Linked DNA regions of Sus scrofa: region 2 is linked to region 1. Evidence: chromatin contacts called from public Hi-C data. All regions are on one chromosome and are shown on one strand. Each heading gives the region's core, a stretch centred on a gene start, on an enhancer-like site or on the middle of the called end of the contact. The rest is flanking DNA. Distances are from core to core; before and after follow the strand shown. Region 1 overlaps LAMC1 (laminin subunit gamma 1). Region 2 overlaps NMNAT2 (nicotinamide/nicotinic acid mononucleotide adenylyltransferase 2).

Evidence for each region. A called contact is a pair of places that touch in the nucleus more often than the background predicts.
Region 2: a Hi-C map of skeletal muscle shows a contact between it and region 1, with 6 times the contacts expected there. The contact joins two enhancer-like sites. A contact is called at or near these places in 2 of 47 Hi-C or Micro-C datasets (embryonic fibroblasts and skeletal muscle) and 1 of 2 datasets of contacts at active chromatin or transcription factors (skeletal muscle).

Annotation. Positions count from the first base shown.
Region 1 is chr9:124,315,061-124,318,170 of Sscrofa11.1, reverse strand. The region is part of intron 1 of LAMC1 (laminin subunit gamma 1); the gene reads right to left. Among named protein-coding and RNA genes, the nearest start is that of LAMC1, 33 kb to the right of the region's middle. Within about 2 kb of position 1,575, at least 18 of the 83 cell types and tissues checked have an H3K27ac peak or open chromatin away from gene starts, as enhancers often do. A contact at or near this core is called in skeletal muscle, where this site is marked.
Region 2 is chr9:124,512,794-124,515,903 of Sscrofa11.1, reverse strand. The region is part of intron 11 of NMNAT2 (nicotinamide/nicotinic acid mononucleotide adenylyltransferase 2); the gene reads left to right. Among named protein-coding and RNA genes, the nearest start is that of LAMC2, 87 kb to the right of the region's middle. Within about 2 kb of position 1,408, at least 20 of the 83 cell types and tissues checked have an H3K27ac peak or open chromatin away from gene starts, as enhancers often do. A contact at or near this core is called in skeletal muscle, where this site is marked.

The sequences.
Region 1 (3,110 bases), core at 326-2,825:
GCTGGGCATGTTTAAAAACGATGCGGGCTTCCTCTTCCACTACTTTCCAAACATGCACGGATACAATTTAACTGCACAGAGCTTTCATTTCCTTAATAAAGTGAACTATTTTTCCTTTACCAGGTGCTGTGAGCATTCAAAATGTGCAACAACCTAGCTGCAAGACTGGGGCAGAGTAGGCACTCATATTAGTTTTCCTGACCTCATGAGGCCGTTTGTGTTTTACTTCAATAGTAAATGAAAATGAGAGAGAGCAGTTTATCAGACTATTCATTTTTAAGGGACACATTCAGAAAGCAAAACTTATTTCTGATTAGAATTAATTTTTAGGGGGTTGTCATGCCTGTGGCACACAGAAGTTCCCAGGCCATGGATCACACCCAAGCCACAGCAGTGATAACGGCAAATCCTTTTTTTTTTTTTTTAATGATTTTTATTTTTTCCATTATAGTTGGTTTACAGTGTTCTGTCAATTTCTACTGTTCAGCAATATGACACACTCATATCTGGAATCTAATATATGGCACAACGAACCTCTCCACAGAAAAGAAACTCTTGGACTTGGAGAACAAGACTTCTGGTTGCCAAGCGTGAGGGGGAAGGAGCAGGATGGACTGGAAGTCTGGGGTTAACAGATGCAAACTATTGTATTTGGAATGGATAAGCAATGAGATCGTGCTGTATAGCACAGGGAACTACATCTAGTCACTTATGATGGAACACGATGGAGGATAATGTGAGAAAAAGATAACAGCAAATCCTTAACCACTAGCCCACCAGGAAACTCTTAGAATTTTTTAACATTTTTCATAATCCATAAAAAGACCTTATAAGAATATCTCAAAGAAACATAAAACTTTAAAGATCTAGAAATCCTTACAGAAGAAAGAAAGAAAGAAAGAAAGAAAGAAAGAAAGAAAGAAAGAAAGAAAGAAAGAAAGAGAGGATATAGGTGCTCTTCCATAATAAGTACTGTCAACAACCATAACAAAATGTCAGGAAGCCATACTATAACAAGGAAACCATAGAGACATCTTGTAAATGCCAAAGAGAACTGACAAATTATTTCCCAAGTTTCCTTCTGGGCCCACAGCCCAGCAGAGATGAGCCTAGAACAAACAGAAAAACCAGAGTTATTATGGAAAGAACTTCTGCTCCTCTATGAAAAATCAGAGTAGAGAGTTTCAGATTTGGGTGGAATTTTTAGATACTAATCCAAAAGACTGGAACAGAAAGGACTTTACTTTTGAAGGGAGGGAATGAGGGGGAAAAAACACCAACTTGGCAGACCAAGATGTGAGAAATCTAAGAGCGCACTAGGTCTGCCAGAGATTTGTGGTTTGTTGTTTTAAACATCTCTCTTGCCTTTCTGATTGGCACATGACTCTAGTCTCAGCCATCATGAACTCACATCTGGACGGCTACAATAACTTAACTAGTATCCCAGAATTCAAACTTTTCCTCATTCCAAAGCATCTAGCCACTAGACTAATTTTCCAGTTACTCTGCTATGTAACCATGTCACTCCTCAACAAAGAACGGAAAATGGCTCCTACCACACATCTTGACTCTGCTTCACGCTCAAAGCCTTCCAAGTAAAGTGATCCTATCCTCCTATCTCTCTTTACACAGACCTATTTCTCAACACAAGTCCTTCTTTCCAATTAAACTCTCTAAGTGCTTCCTATCAAAATAATGCTAATTTTGCAGGCTTGTCTTTGCTCATTCTGTTACATCAACTTAGGATAACCTCTAATTAGGATTTGTTTTCTTTTTTTTTTTTTTTGTCTTTTGTCTTTTTGTTGTTGTTGTTGCTATTTCTTGGGCCGCTCCCGCGGCATATGGAGGTTCCCAGGCTAGGGGTTGAATCGGAGCTGTAGCCACCGGCCTACGCCAGAGCCACAGCAACGCGGGATCCGAGCCGCGTCTGCAACCTACACCACAGCTCACAGCAATGCTGGATCCTTAACCCACTGAGCAAGGGCAGAGACTGAACCCGCAACCTCATGGTTCCTAGTCGGATTCGTTAACCACTGCGCCACGACTGGAACTCCAGGATTTCTGTTTTCATTCATTCACACAACCTCGTGGAATGAGCGTCTACTATGTGTCTGGCACTGGGGAGAGGGCTAGGAATACAAAGATGACGAACACCTGATCCTTGTCCTCAGGGACTGTAATGATTATTTAGTGAGTCAGACATGTAAACAAATCATGAGGACACAGTTTAATAATTGCTGTAATATTGTGCACAAGGTACTATGGAAACACAACAGAAGGGGTGATTCACCACAAAAGAAGGTAAGAGAAGGAGAAGCCATGGTCTGAGAGACTGCACAGAACAAGTGGAATTTGAATTAAGTCTTTTTATTTTTATTTATTTATTTATTTTTGCTTTTTACGGCTGCGCCCATAGCATACAGAGGTTCCCAGGCTAGGGTCTAATCGGAGCTGTAGCTGCCAGCCTGTGCCACAGCGACAGCAACACCGTATCTGAGCTGCATCTGTGACCTACACCACAGCTCACGGCAACGCCAGATCCTTAACCCACTGAGCGAGGCCAGGGATTGAACCCGCAACCTCATGGTTTCTACTCGATTCGTTTCCACCGTGCCACGACAGGAACTCCTGAATTAAGTCTTGAAGGATGACTAACGGGGTGTGGTGGGACAGGATAAAGGGGCAAGTGCTATTAAAAAAAAAAAAAAAGAAAATTCATACCACGTTCCAGGAACTGCAAAAGATTCAGCATTAAAAATATTAGAAAAGCTGGGAAGCACATTCATGTAGACTTGAACTTTCAGATACGTGATAAGGATCCTAGGATGATTTTTAGGCAGTGACATGATGAGATATGAGGTTTTTGAAGGCTTGCTCTGAAGAGAGTCCTTTGAATCTTGAAAGATCAATACAGCTTTCTTGTGATGGTTAATTTTATGGTCAGCTCAGCTGGGCCAAGGGCTATTCAGATCAATCACTATTTCTAGGTGTGTCTGTGAGGGTGTTTCTGGATGAGATTAGCATTTGAATCAAGAAGACTGAGGAAAGCAGTCTGCCCCCTCCTCCCCCCGCTCCCCCCCCCCCCCCCCCGCCTCCCCAGGATGGATGGG
Region 2 (3,110 bases), core at 159-2,658, 200 kb before region 1:
TCCCACCTGACCCATCACCCTGGAGATCAGAGCACCCAGCCTGGCTCCTCCCGAGGCACAAGAGTTCCAGACCGGCAGGGACCTCACATCTGTCCTAATCAGGATGCTGAGAATTCCAGTCCACACCACAGGCAGCAAGGGGGGGTCTGGATGAAAGAGACCCTCGGGCTCACTCCAGAGGATTTTCTAGACCCTTGAGCTCTACCTCCCCACCCCCCACCCAGCCAGTCTCTCAGTTCCCTGATTCAACCCACCACAAACCCGTGGGGTCCTTAGACATCGGAGGTGGAGGCAAAAAAATCAAGGAGCTGCTTCCTTACGTAACAGGTGTGAATCGCAGGCCGCAGCAGAGGTGTGCCAGAAATAACACGTTTAATTTATTTCAATCAAATGAAAACTCAGCTCCAACTCACTGTCCCATAGGGATCACGGGTTACTCACAAACAAAACCTGAGGCTCTTGTGGCTCTGAACAGGAACATCAGGGCCTTTGTGGTCCTCAGAGGTGGGTGGCACTTGATCCAGGCCCACCTGGGTCTGTGACTCCTGGCTGATCCGGAAGCCCTCCGGGCACCCCACCCGCTGTGATCCTGGCCCCGTTTTCTTCTGAGGCTTTGCCCTCAGGGTGCTGTCTGGGAGGGAGGGGGTGCAAGCTGAACCTCTTCGTTTTATTCTGAAATAAAATACTCTATTCCCTATTTTCTCTCCCCTCCTCGGGACATCTAGGGAACGCTCTTCAGTGTTTGATGCCTTTGACCTCAAAACATTCTGTTTTCTGCCCTGCAAATTCCTCTCATAAAGGGTCTGCTTGTCTGCCAGAACTAGGTGAGGATTGGGCAAAGATGGGTGTGAGGAGCAGGAAACTAGCTAGTAACTCAGTGATTTATCCCACTGTCCTTACTGGGGGATGGGTTGGTGCTCAGGGTTTGGATGAGGAAGGTCTTTCTTTCCAACTGGTACAGGGTAAGCCCTGATGACTTCATAGAAAGTTCTGCCCTCTGGAGTTTGCCTGGAAGTGGCTCGTTTTGGGGATCTCAGTTCCTAATCTTGAGATTACCAGAGATGAGGTTTGTGAGACCTGCTTCTGTTCCAGGTTTCATTCATCCATTCAACTCTTTATCAGAAACAAACATTTCTTTGTTTTACCTGATGTCCCAGGTGATATGTGCTGAGCCTGAAGCCCTGAATCCGCCAGCCATGGGACAGGAGGGTGGGGGAAGAGTCAAGTTTCTGAAGATGCCCCAGGCCCTTGCTGCACACCCCTGTCTCCCCTGGCCTCTCTAGAGTCCTCAGAAACAAAGCAGGAGAGAAGCCACAGTGTAAACAGGTCTGGGGAGAAATAGGAGGCTCTCCACCCAGGCTGGGAAGCAGCTGGGACAGTCTGTTCTACAACACGGCAGCCAAGGCCTGTTTCAGCACAGTCACAAACTCCCCACTGCGTCAGCCTTGCTCTTGCTTTTGCCCTGGACGCCGGAACCTAGGCTCTTCATCCAGAAATCGAATTACGCAACTAGAGGAACCGCCCAAACACATCCCTTGGGCATTTCCTAATAGACGCAAAGATCCTTTAGCCCATAGTGAGGTCTGACCTTCTCTGGCCAATGACATATCCCTTCCCCGTACATGCCACCAGGAGAAAATTCCATACGTGTTCATCACATTTCTCTCCAAGGAATACAAAAGAGCTGCTTGTATGGCCTGGCAGTTGGCATTTTCATTCTTGATTCCTGAGAGAAAGAAAAGATCCAGGTTCTTGGACCAGCCTTTGGAGATCAGGACTCAGTCCCTCTAGCCCAACCCATCCCAGACTTTTATTAGAACTAGTCTTCCCCCAGGAGACCTGCTCTTTGCTGTGCTGCGTCCTGACAGCGCAGGTATCCAGTCATAGACCAGGACCTGTGGGAAATCAAGGCCGGAGCCTAAGGGGTCATCCATCCAAGGACAGGTCTGTGAAGCAGGAAATGCCTATGCTCACTCTCTCCCCCAAGCAAAACCCATCATCTAAGATCTTACACTGCCAGCTACTTGTCTGTTGTGTTATGATGGAAGGCAGCCTGGCAAATTCATTCTGCTTCAAGCATCCTTTCCTTCAATCAATCTTTGAGCTAATACTGAGTGCCCAAATCCTTGAGGCACTTGCAATCTAAAAGTATTTTACTTTTAGAGTTCCCTGGTAGCCTAGTGGTTAAGGATCCAGCATTTGTCACAGCTGTGACGTTGGGTTTGATCCCTGGCTTGGGAACTTCTGCATGCTGTGGGCATACTACCCCCTGCCCCAAATCTCACTCTTCATTCTATTAGTTCTATATAGTCCATAAATAAAACACATGCAAGTTTAGAAGACTTCTTGAACCTAGTAAACACTCGATAAATATTGGCTGTTATTTATTCATTGATTTTAAAATATTTATTAAAGGATTCTCCTTGTGACACAGCGGGTTAAGGATCTGGCATTGCCACTGCAGCGCTCAGGTCACTGCCATGGCATGGGTTCCATCCCTGGCCCAGGAATTTCCACATGCCTCAGGTGCGGCCCCCCCAAAATATTTATTGAGTACTTGCCTTGTGCCCGTCCTGTTCTAGGGATGGAGGAACAAAGAAAACAAAATAGACAAAGTTCCCGACCATTGCGCCCTTTGCTTTCTAGTCGGGGAGACAGACAATAATAACACTTTGCTTGTTTCCCGTGGATTATCTTGGTTAGCCCCCAGCATACTCATACAGTTATGGAAGCCATGGCGCACATGGATTGTGACTTGTCTAAGACTCTACTTAACTATTGAACAGCCGGGCAGGATTGGCTCACGTTCAGATTCCTAATCCAGACAAGTCAGATGAGTGGGACGTGGGACGAATGACGTGTCATTCACAGCAGGCGCAAAAGGAGGGGGAGCACTTGCGCTGGGCTTTCAGTGATCTGCAGGGATTGAATCGCGTGTGTTCAAAGAGACGTGTTCTGGGCGTTGAGAGAAGCGGTGAAAGAGCCAGTGGTGGGAAGAAGACCTTTTGGGGAGATGGTTCTGGTTGGTTGATATAGAAGGTTTATCTTGGTCTTTATCTGGGAAGCTTTTGACTTTTCAGCAAGCAGGCAAAATCATTCAGTTTAATGAT